Linked DNA regions of Rattus norvegicus: region 1 is linked to region 2. The links are chromatin contacts, called in public Hi-C maps. All regions are on one chromosome and are shown on one strand. The core of a region is the stretch at or near the end of the contact, and the rest is flanking DNA. Distances in the headings are between cores, read along the strand shown.

Evidence for each region. Hi-C and Micro-C count contacts between places; a contact is called where the count stands out from the background.
Region 1: a contact with region 2 is called in a Hi-C map of Schwann cells, with 3 times the contacts expected there. The contact joins the enhancer-like site here to the promoter of Enox1 in region 2.

Annotation. Positions count from the first base shown.
Region 1 is chr15:59,101,579-59,106,808 of GRCr8, reverse strand. All of the region lies in intron 3 of Enox1 (ecto-NOX disulfide-thiol exchanger 1), which reads right to left. Among named protein-coding and RNA genes, the nearest start is that of Trnap-ugg7, 34 kb to the left of the region's middle. Within about 2 kb of position 1,453, at least 14 of the 93 cell types and tissues checked have an H3K27ac peak or open chromatin away from gene starts, as enhancers often do. A contact at or near this core is called in Schwann cells, where this site is marked.
Region 2 is chr15:58,925,212-58,929,964 of GRCr8, reverse strand. It overlaps Enox1 (ecto-NOX disulfide-thiol exchanger 1), which reads right to left and starts at 2,225. Exons shown (of 19, transcript NM_001399498.1): 1 at 1,992-2,225.

The DNA of each region.
Region 1 (5,230 bases), core at 204-2,703, 180 kb before region 2:
GGTGTGTCTGAAGACAGCTACAGTGTACTCATAAATAAAATAAATAAATCTTAAAAAAAAAAGAAAAGAAAACTAAGACAGTGGCAGGGTGTATGTAACCTCACCCTCTACTCTTAAGACCCAATTTACTTCTGACTCAGTTAGGGTTTTACTACTGAACAGACACCGTGACCAAGGCAACTCTAATAAGGACAACATTTAATTGGGGCTGGCTTATAGGCTCAGAGTTTCAGTAGCATAGCAGCATCCAGGCAGGCATGGTACAGGCAGAGCTGAGAGTTCTACATCTTGTTCTGAAGGCAAAAAGAAGAAGGCTGGCTTTTAGGGAGCTACGATGAGGATCTTAAAGCCCACGCCCACAGTGACACATCAACTCCAACAAGGTCACACCTACTCCAACAAGGGTACATGTCCTAATAGAGCCATTCCCCGGGCCAAGCATATTCAAACCATCACAGCTTGTCACAGACTCTCAGAGACTTCCCACAACTCACAACGATATTGGATTCTCTAGAGTACGGTCTTGTAGAATTCTTTATTTTTATTGGACACATACCATGCTAGAAATTACATTTTCAGTGCCCCACCAACTCCCAAGAACTATATGGAGCAAAGGGGAGAACATGACCACATGTAGCAACTGAAACCACAAAATGGGTGGTTCCAGCTAGTTGCCAACTTGGCAGGATCCAGATTCGCCTCTGGCCACGTCTCTATAGGAATTTCTAGACTAGGTTAATTGAGGTGGGAAACCTCATAAATATAGGCAGTACTAGTCCAGGGTGGGGGTTCCTGGACTGCATAAGCAGTGGGTTGTCAGTCAGCCCTCAGCTCCCCCTCGCTCTTAACTGTAAATGGCTAAAAGCTCTCTTATCATCATCCCTTATCTGGGTACTTTTTCTGAGCTGAGCATTGGTAGTCATTATTCTATGCTTTCTGACTATGGGTAGCATGTGACTTGCTGCCTCAGTTTCTTGGTGATCAAAGTTTCCCAGCATGCCAGATGACACCCTCAAACTGTAGGCCTAAACAAAGCCTTCCTCCAGTCATTTTGATGGGTATCTTCTCACAGCACTGAGAAAGGTAACTAATACATGTGCCTTGTTCAAACTGAAATGTGCTTCGATGCAAAATTCACCAGGAATGTGGCAGAATTAGCCTGCATTGCTCCACTAGGAATGCAGCCTGCTGGTGCTCTGAATAAGCATTGGGACCAAACATCAGCCTTCTGCTCTTCAGTTCCATTGGAAAGTACATTTGGGTTGATTTCAGTTTCTAGTTTGCAGAAACTTTAACAGCATCAGCATTTAATGAATGGGTTTGGCTACTAGAAAATTTAAATATCACGAGCAAAGCACATAATGTTTCTACTATCCAACTCTGAATCAGACTCTACAGTATCCATGACAGCAACGATGCAGCTACACTGTTCACTTCCTGTGCCCTGCCCCCAGCACATGGCCTGGCTTGTGGTCAGTCCAGCCTTGTCTGGATGAGTTAAGCACTTGAAATCCAGACAGCTCTCTCTTTGGAATTTTTAATCCATTTATTTTATTCCAGTAGAAAGTTGTTAAGGACTTATTCTGGCAAGGTATGTTGGAAACCACCAAGGATATAAATGTAACAACTAGTGTTTGCCAGAGACTGGGGAGGGAGGGAACAGGAAACAGCTGCCAAGCAGGGATAGAGTTTCCTTCTGGGATTGTGAGAATATTTGGGAGTAGTGACTGTACAACGCTGTCAAGTACTGAATGTCGCCGAACCACTCACTTTCAGTCGGCCACTTCTGTGTGACACGACTTTTAACCCAATAACAAACAATAATAAAACAAAGAAGGGGATGGCAGGGTCCCTGTCCCAAACCTCAAAGAGCTTAGTACAGAAAGATATGGGTTCATGTATGTCATGACACACAGGGAACCTTGTGTCACACTGGATCTGGGCCAGAGCTGCTCAGGAAGCAGGTGGAGAGCCACGTGGGAAGTAGGCAGGTAACAGAATGAGTGTCCAGAAAATCCTGAAAGGACAAAATGACAGCAAGATGGCTTTGAAGACTTTCGACTGTCTGTCAACAGGTAAGTAGGGTTTGCTTTTGTTTTAACCATGCAACCCTTGCAGGGAATATTCTAGACCCACAGCTCATTTATTTTATCACTAGTTGACTTCATCCTCTGTTAGTTGGTGACTTTCTGCTCCCTGGTCCATACCCTAATAGTTCTTACAAAGCAAAACTGGAATCCTTCAAGTCACCTCCATGGTCACAGAAGCCATGGCACAATGACAGGTTAAATTATGAAGCTAAAGAAATGGGAGGATGGGAAGCAGAGAATTAATGAATTCTACAGGCAATACAATAATCAGACATGTGTGGTGTGTCGTTACAGAGAGAAACAGAGAAAGAACTAATACATAAGATAGCCATTTGAAACCATTAGGTTTCTAATGTAAGAAAGATACGGAGGTAAAAACTCAATTTTGGATGAGCAAGAGGTTGACGGGGGTGGCCCATCAAGTTGAAGATATGTTGGCCTCATTTAAGACCTGAAAATCTCAACAAAATTTATCTCAATCAAGAGATGGTTCCAACATAACACAAATCCAATAAAATAAGGCAAGAGAGGAAAGACGTTCGTGCTGCCTGACAACACTGTGTCGGGATTGATCTTAGCCTTGCACGTGATACATGTTACACACTCTGTCACTGAGCAGCTCTGGCACCAGCCACCCAATTCTTCACGATAATGGATGGAATACTAAATAGTGGCCACAGTGATCACCTCTTCAGAAAGGCGTCCTGTTGAAAGGACCACCCAAAGGGCACAATCCAGTCAACTTGCCTTTCTACTTTCTGGTCACTACCCACCTATGCCTTCTCCCTTATCTGGGTACTTTTTCTGGTTACCTCTCTCTCTGCAGGAGGACATCTGGCATGTTCTGGCCTCAGCTTTATGTTCAATAGCTATGTGTGCCGTGCCTTAGTAGGCACCTTCCATAAGTTAATGATGCAGGAGAGATTCAGGTACCTAATCTGGCGTCATTTTTACTCTCATTTCCTCCTCCTCTTTATATTGGTTCCAAAAGTTAAGTTAGCACACCAGGCCAGAGGCAATAGGAAATAGGAATTCTAGTTTCATTGTTTTATTTCTAGTCTGGTTCAGGTTATAGACAAGGAGTGGTGGCTTAGGAGAACTTAAGAATTTCTATCTGCAAGAGAAACAACTGGCTCTGAGAATAAGTTATCTGCACGCAGAGATGCTCAATGCAGACAATTCCATATTTCCAGGAGACATTGCAAAGAAGATTCATGCATCAGAAAGCCACTTTGTTTTCTGACCTTTAATATCCCCCTTCCAACTCTTCCAGCCTTAAACTCCAATGACCGTGATAATACAGTACCCTGAGGCCAGAAAACACACACCAACATCATCTGATGTAAACCAAGAGGCTTTTAGCCTCCAGTACCTGGCTGATGCATGCGGACTGCTTTCACAACAGGGCCAACGTCTTTCTGCTGGCCTTCACCACAGGGACCTATGCTTCTGTCTCCCAAAGAGAACAGAAGAAATCAACGGTGGATGGAAATGGGAACTAGACAGCCACTGTATTATTACACTGAGCTCCACAGAGACAGTAATGGGACCAGTAAGAGCTAGACAGGCACTGGACTTCTCTGTGCCTCGCAGAGGAAAACCAACTGAACACAGTCAAGGGGGCCCAGATCCCAAGAAGCTGAGAGGCAACGACATCATCATGGGAGTTATTTGTGCAAACATGCCAGGAGGAGCACGAGAAACACCCAGGAAGTGCTCAGAGAGGTGCATGACCTGTCTGCAGAAGAAAGGTGGAAATTTGAAGACATGGAAAAGGCTGACAAGGCTCAGTGTGACAAAGAAATAAGAACCTATGTCTCCCAAAGGGGAGACCAAAAGGGAAGCACAAGGACCCCAAAGCACACAAAGGCCTCCTTCAGCCTTCTTCCTGTTCTGTTCTGAGTCCCACCCCCAGATCAAAAGAGAACATCCTTGCTTATCCATTAGTGATGTTAGAAAGACATTGGGAGAGATGTGGGGCAGCCCCTCTGCGAGGACAAGCAGCCGCATGAGGAGGCTCCTGAGCTTAAAGAAAGAGGAAAGGGTATTGAGGCCTAGAGAACCAGAGGGAAACACGATGGAGGAGGAAAGCAGGTGGTCAGGACTGGAAGAGCATGAAAACCAAACAAGCGAGGAGGATGAAGCAGGTGGTGAGTAAGGTGGTTCTAGTGCAGGTTTCCTCTTGCCAATAAAGCATTTCAGTCCCCTGTATGCAATTCACTCCTTTATCCCTTTACAGAAAAAGCATTGAAATGTAAGGGTGTGCAAGATTTGTTTTTAAACTACATCTCCTCCTCCTCCTCCTTCTCTTCCTCCTCCTTTTAGAATAGTTAATAAACTATTGACTGTGACTTTAGCTAGTCCTGCTTGGTGGTATGTTCAGTAGCCACTAAATTTGTCTTGGGGCTGTAAATCGGTGTAGAAATTTAAAGCAGGTTCTTGTTGGTGCACAGCACACAATGTAGTTATATATGGGAAAACTAGTTTTGTTTTTTAACCTTTAGTTGTTTCTGATGCAGCTTGTACGAAAATAACCATTGTTCTGTTAACAAAATGCCACCCCATAGTTGCAAAATCAAACAAAACAGAAAATAGAAAAAGAGAAAACAGCAGCTGTTTTGTTGACATTCTGAATGTTTCTAAATACGTATTTCTTTTTTAATTAAAAAAGAAGAAGAAAAGAAAGGAAGGCGTTGGAGAGATGGCTCATTAAGAGCACTGGTTGCTCTTCCGGAGGACCCAGGTTCAATTCCCAGCAATCACGTGGCAGATCGCAGCTGTCTGTAACTCCAGTTCTAGGGGTCCTGGCACCATCATACAAACATACATGTAGGCAAAACACCAGTGCATGTGAAATAAAATGAATAATTTTTTTAAAAGAAAGAAACTAAATGAGACCTGGAGTGAGGGTGTTCTTAGAAACAGAAATCAGAGTTAAGCTTGTGCTGAAGGTTCATGATAAAGACAAGCAGCTAAGGCTAGAGGAGAGAAAATTCAATGACCCTGAGGTCTTTACATGAGACTAAACTAATCCAGAGCAAAACTGAGCAAACAATGCTATGGCTCTTAATTGGGAAGGAAGAAATTGAATTTCTTCAGACTCCAAGAAGCCTTTATGCAGCATCTGAAAGGAAAGGGTC
Region 2 (4,753 bases), core at 976-3,475:
ATCTTAAAATTTTTTTCGTCTTAAACATAATTGAATTGCTCTCCCTGGAATAGCCTCGCATGACTCTCATTTGGTTAGGATCTGGGTCCCTGGATAATTACAGCCCTGCCATGTTCCTTTTGCATATTTCACCAGCTTACAGATGAAATGACACACGGTGTACTCACTATAAAACTGTCAACATTACCCTCCATCCCTTGCCGCTTGCTTTGCATTGACAAGGTTACAAAGATGAGAATTACAATATTCTTAAGATGTTCAGACACAACATCAAAACAGCCTGTAGGAATTAGGGCTCGAAAATGCCAGAGGCAATCAGGCTTTGAAATGAAGAGAAATAAAAGTCATTTGTACAGATTTCTGGAATGGCACTGCACAATGTCAGGACAGTCTCTAGATTTTACACAGTGCCCATCCGTCTTGTCTCACCATATTTCAAAAGCACTTTAACTAATGCTTCCCTCTAGAGGGATAAAATTCATTACCATTAGCAAATCTGCATATTACAAGAAAGCAGAATAATCAATATCCATTACGTGCGCGGACATTATTACTATAAGTCTACTATCAAGAGTGCAACGCTAGCAAAACAAAAGCAAAGTGTGTTAATCACGACCTGAGTAGTAGACAAAATTACTACTTTTCCAGAGAGCAGTCTTCCGCAGAATGCAGCTGCCTCCCACTAGAGCTCCCAGGGACTTTTTCACGTCGCAACCTACAAAAGACCCACCACTTCCTTCTTTGGGTTCATAAGCAACCAGCAACCGTCTCTGCCATCAATCCATTTCCTTTCTCCTTTCTCCACCTTCTTCATATCCCTTAATGACTCTTCATTACTTCCCCCAAAGAACCAAACTCAAATCTGCAGCCCAGTTTGTCATGAATCTCTTGTGCATTCGTTTCCGGCATTCTCCTAAAGCTACTTTTAAAAATCGCTACCACTGAACAACATAATCTCAACAAAATTTAAAATATTTTAATGTTATAACAGTGGGAGACTGCAGGAGAGGGAGTAAAGCGAAAGGTGCAGGCTGAAGGAACTACAGTTACATACATGGGGATGCCTATGCCACAGAGCTGGGCTTCCCCACCTGTCGACCCCACTTCCCCCATGTGCTCGCTGCGGGATGACAACCACAACACTCCAGAACCACCCCCTCCAAGGAGGCGGGGTTATATGATCAGCCAATCAGAGCCCGCGATCCCGGGTGTCCAACCTATGGGGTGGCAGTGGCCATGCAGGGGGAGGACATAGGGTGGTCCGGGAGGGGCCGGGTCCGTGGGAGGAGTGCACGTGTCCAGAAAGGCGGGGAACCCGCGGGCGTCCAGCTGCCGAGGCGCCGGTCGGGTGTCCAAGTTCCGCTGCCCAGTGCGGTCTTGGACTGGGCAAGGCAGGCAATGGCCCGCAGAGGAAGACCTGTCCTTGTGTCCAGTTCCAGCAGAGAGGGAAAGACACAAATAACAACAATAGTACCTCGCGCAGATCGGGCAGAGAGGAAAGTTTCTGGCCCGCGCCAGAGTGGAGAACGCCAAGGCGGGGAGATGCTATGCAAGACAGGAGGAGGACAGTGTGGAAAGACGGGAACAACCCGAGGGCTGCGCGGGCAGGGCAGGGTCCCGGGTGCGGTCCCTGGAAGGCGAGAGGCGGGATGCGCTGTCCAAGGTGCAGGGGAGGCGGTTGGTGCGTGGTAGGCGCGGAGCCCGAGCAGACACTGGCCGGCCAGCGATAAAAAGAACGGAGAACATCTGTGTGGGGCGCCGGGCACCCCCGGCTCGTAAAAGTGCGGGAGCCCGGGGAGCGTCGGGGAAGGGCGCAGGGGGCTCCCCCACACCGCCGCCTTCCAGTCTTACCTCCAGCTCCGCTCCCCTCCCCCCTCGCCCACTCCCCTAGGTCCCTTGTTCCCCGGCCGCCTCGGGGGCGGGACCGGGAACCCCTCCTAGGCGGCGAGTCCCTACGCCCCGGGGATGCTGCGGGCCGCGGAGCCGCTTACCTGGGGCCGCGGTGCGGGGATTCGAGGCAAGCGAGCGCCGGGCGCGGCGCGGCTCCTCCTCGCCTCGGCTTCTCCTCTCGATCCCGCTTCTGCCGGACTCTGTCCAGGGCGCAGAGCAGCCAGACCGGGCTAGACTGCAGCCTCCGCTCGCGCCGCCACCGCTGCCGCAGACAGAGGACGCCCCGTGGCGGCTAGAAGCCTGTGTGAGTAGCAGCGCCCGGGAGAGTGGGATCTGCTCAGGGGCGCTGGAGACTCCGCGGCTCGGGGCGCGCGGGCGTGCGCACGCGCGCCTGCGAGTGTGAGTGAGTGTGCGCGCGCGCGCCCAGGGGTGGGGGGAGTCGCGAGGGGCGGGGGAGCGAAGCGGGAGATGCTCGTAGGGACCGAGGCAAAATTCGTCGCCCCCGGAAATCCGTAAAGCCTAGGAAGGATGGGCCGCCTGTCTGGCCTGGAGGAGCTGCGGGCCCCGCAGAGAAACCATAAGAGAAGGCAGCGTGGCGCGCTCGTGCTCAGGATCCCGGCCGGTCTGGGGCCCGCGGAGCGCTCGGCCACTGATGCTACACAAGTAGCGCCCAAGGCAGAGGATCGCGCAATCCCCTCGGGGGAGGAGCTGAGGTGACTCGCTCGTGCCACCGCTGCCAGTTTGGATTTCTAGGCTGGACGTTCTGGGACTGGTCTTGGTACCCCATGGTTACCATGGCGACCTTGAAGGCGCCAGGCTGGCGACCCAGGATGCAGGGAACTATGTACTTGCAGTAGACTCCAGGATACTGAGGTGCACTGCTCAACCTGGCGCTAAGGTTGAACCTGGGCACAGAGGGTGTACCTCAGTGGTGGTTGGGATCAAGTTAGATGAAAATGTTACCTTTTTGTTTTCCTTGGAAGCCACTTTCCCTCAAAGTTAACCACTTTCACATAGAAGTGCTGGCCTTCTCTTCGTTAAGATTCTACCAACTGTCCAGATATACAAGTAATGCAAAGTAAGCTGAGAACACCTTAATCTCCTAGCGCACTAACACCTTAGAAAATATGGTTAAATCCCCACTTACCTGTCCTATTCCTAAAAGGTACATGGAGCTGTTGGTATATTTTTCCATGCTTATCTTAAGTAAGCAGACTTTATTCACCCAAGAATTCTTCCCAAAAGTGCAAGGTCTGTGTTACAGTTGACATGCTCTTCCTGGCAGGAACCCTCATGAGGGGGTTAGGTTTTGCACTTTTTTGCCTGCCCTACAGTACTTGCACGGTGCCACTGTACATTGTGTACTCTCTATAAATGTTGAATGAATGACATTGTTTTCTAGCTTCACATATCCTGAAGGCAGAACCCGTGGATGTTGGAAATGTCATTACCATCCCACTAGGCTTGCTTGATTTAAACTTAGGCCAGTTCCCTGTGTGAACAGCTATTTTCCCCTCTGGCTGCCTGGGCCCCAGTGCAAAGAAAGAAAATAAGAGGATACTGGCCCATTGTGCAAATTTACCAAAAGATTCATGCTAAGAGTACTCAGGAACTTGGTGCTGTGTTCCTGCGGACACCTAACCTCTCAAAAAATGTCCAAGTCACCGAGTCACCGAGTCACAGGTACTTAGCAGTTTGCACACTCTCTTCTGCAGTAAAGGATAGGAAAGGAGATGGTAAGTGATTGTCTGTCTCTAGAAGCTGGTCAGAAGCCAGCTTTTTTCTTGTCAGGAACACCAGGTGCTAAACACTGGCCCGTACATACTTTACAAGGTCACTGGGGATTGCTAATTCTGCTGCTACTGCAGGATCGATTCCTTCAATCAAGTATTTCCAGTCTTCTTAGAAGCAGGAGTCCTCGATTTCACATTCCACACTCAATTTCAATTCCTTTGAACTCAGGCTTTTCCATGAGCTACCACTCTTGCCAGTCATACCACAGCTGTGAACTATATAACTGAAATAAAGTGAAAATTAAAAAGGATTCATCTGGGGGCCTCCAAATCCATTTTTAAAAAGATTTATTTATTTTTAATGTATATGACTACCCTGTAGCTGTCCTAGACACACCAGAGAAGAACATCAGATCTCATTACAAATGGTTGTGAGCCACCATGTGGCTGCTGGGAATTGAACTCGGGACCTGTGGAAGAGCAGTTACTGCTCCTAACCACCAAGCCATCTCTCCAGCCCCACGTTGTTCTGGCTTAGGGGGTCCCTTTCAATGGCTTCACTGCCATTCTGTTTACAGTCTTCATAAGAGACATTCGCTGTGATCTTGGAACTCTCAATGTTTTGTTAAATGGGAAAGTTAGATATTTAAGACATTGCCTTGAAAAGAATTTCTAAAACTTGGGAACGAATATGCAGACTGGACCCCTGACAGCCAAACTAGCCCACGGACGTAAGGCAAAGTCTTCCAAGACAGTTTTCAAGTGTTTACATTGCCTTACCTACCAGAGTGGAAGAATGCTCTCAAAGCGGAGACTTCTTCAAATCTCCTTTCACCACCAAGACAGTGATAGTAGGCAAGAACAGACCACAACAAAGAGACTCATTCCTAAAAAGAAAAAAGAATCCTTAATATAATGGCTCCTCTCATTTTCCTATAATTGTCATAAAACTTTCAAACATTAACCTTAGAAACACAGAGCTCTGATGGAACATCTGAACAGACACCACCTGATTCTCTCTCTCTCTCTCTCTCTCTCTCTCTCTCTCTCTCTCTCTCTCCCCCCATACATATATGAAACCCAAAGGCCCCACCTCCTAAAGACCAGCAGATTGGGGCAAGAAGATGTTC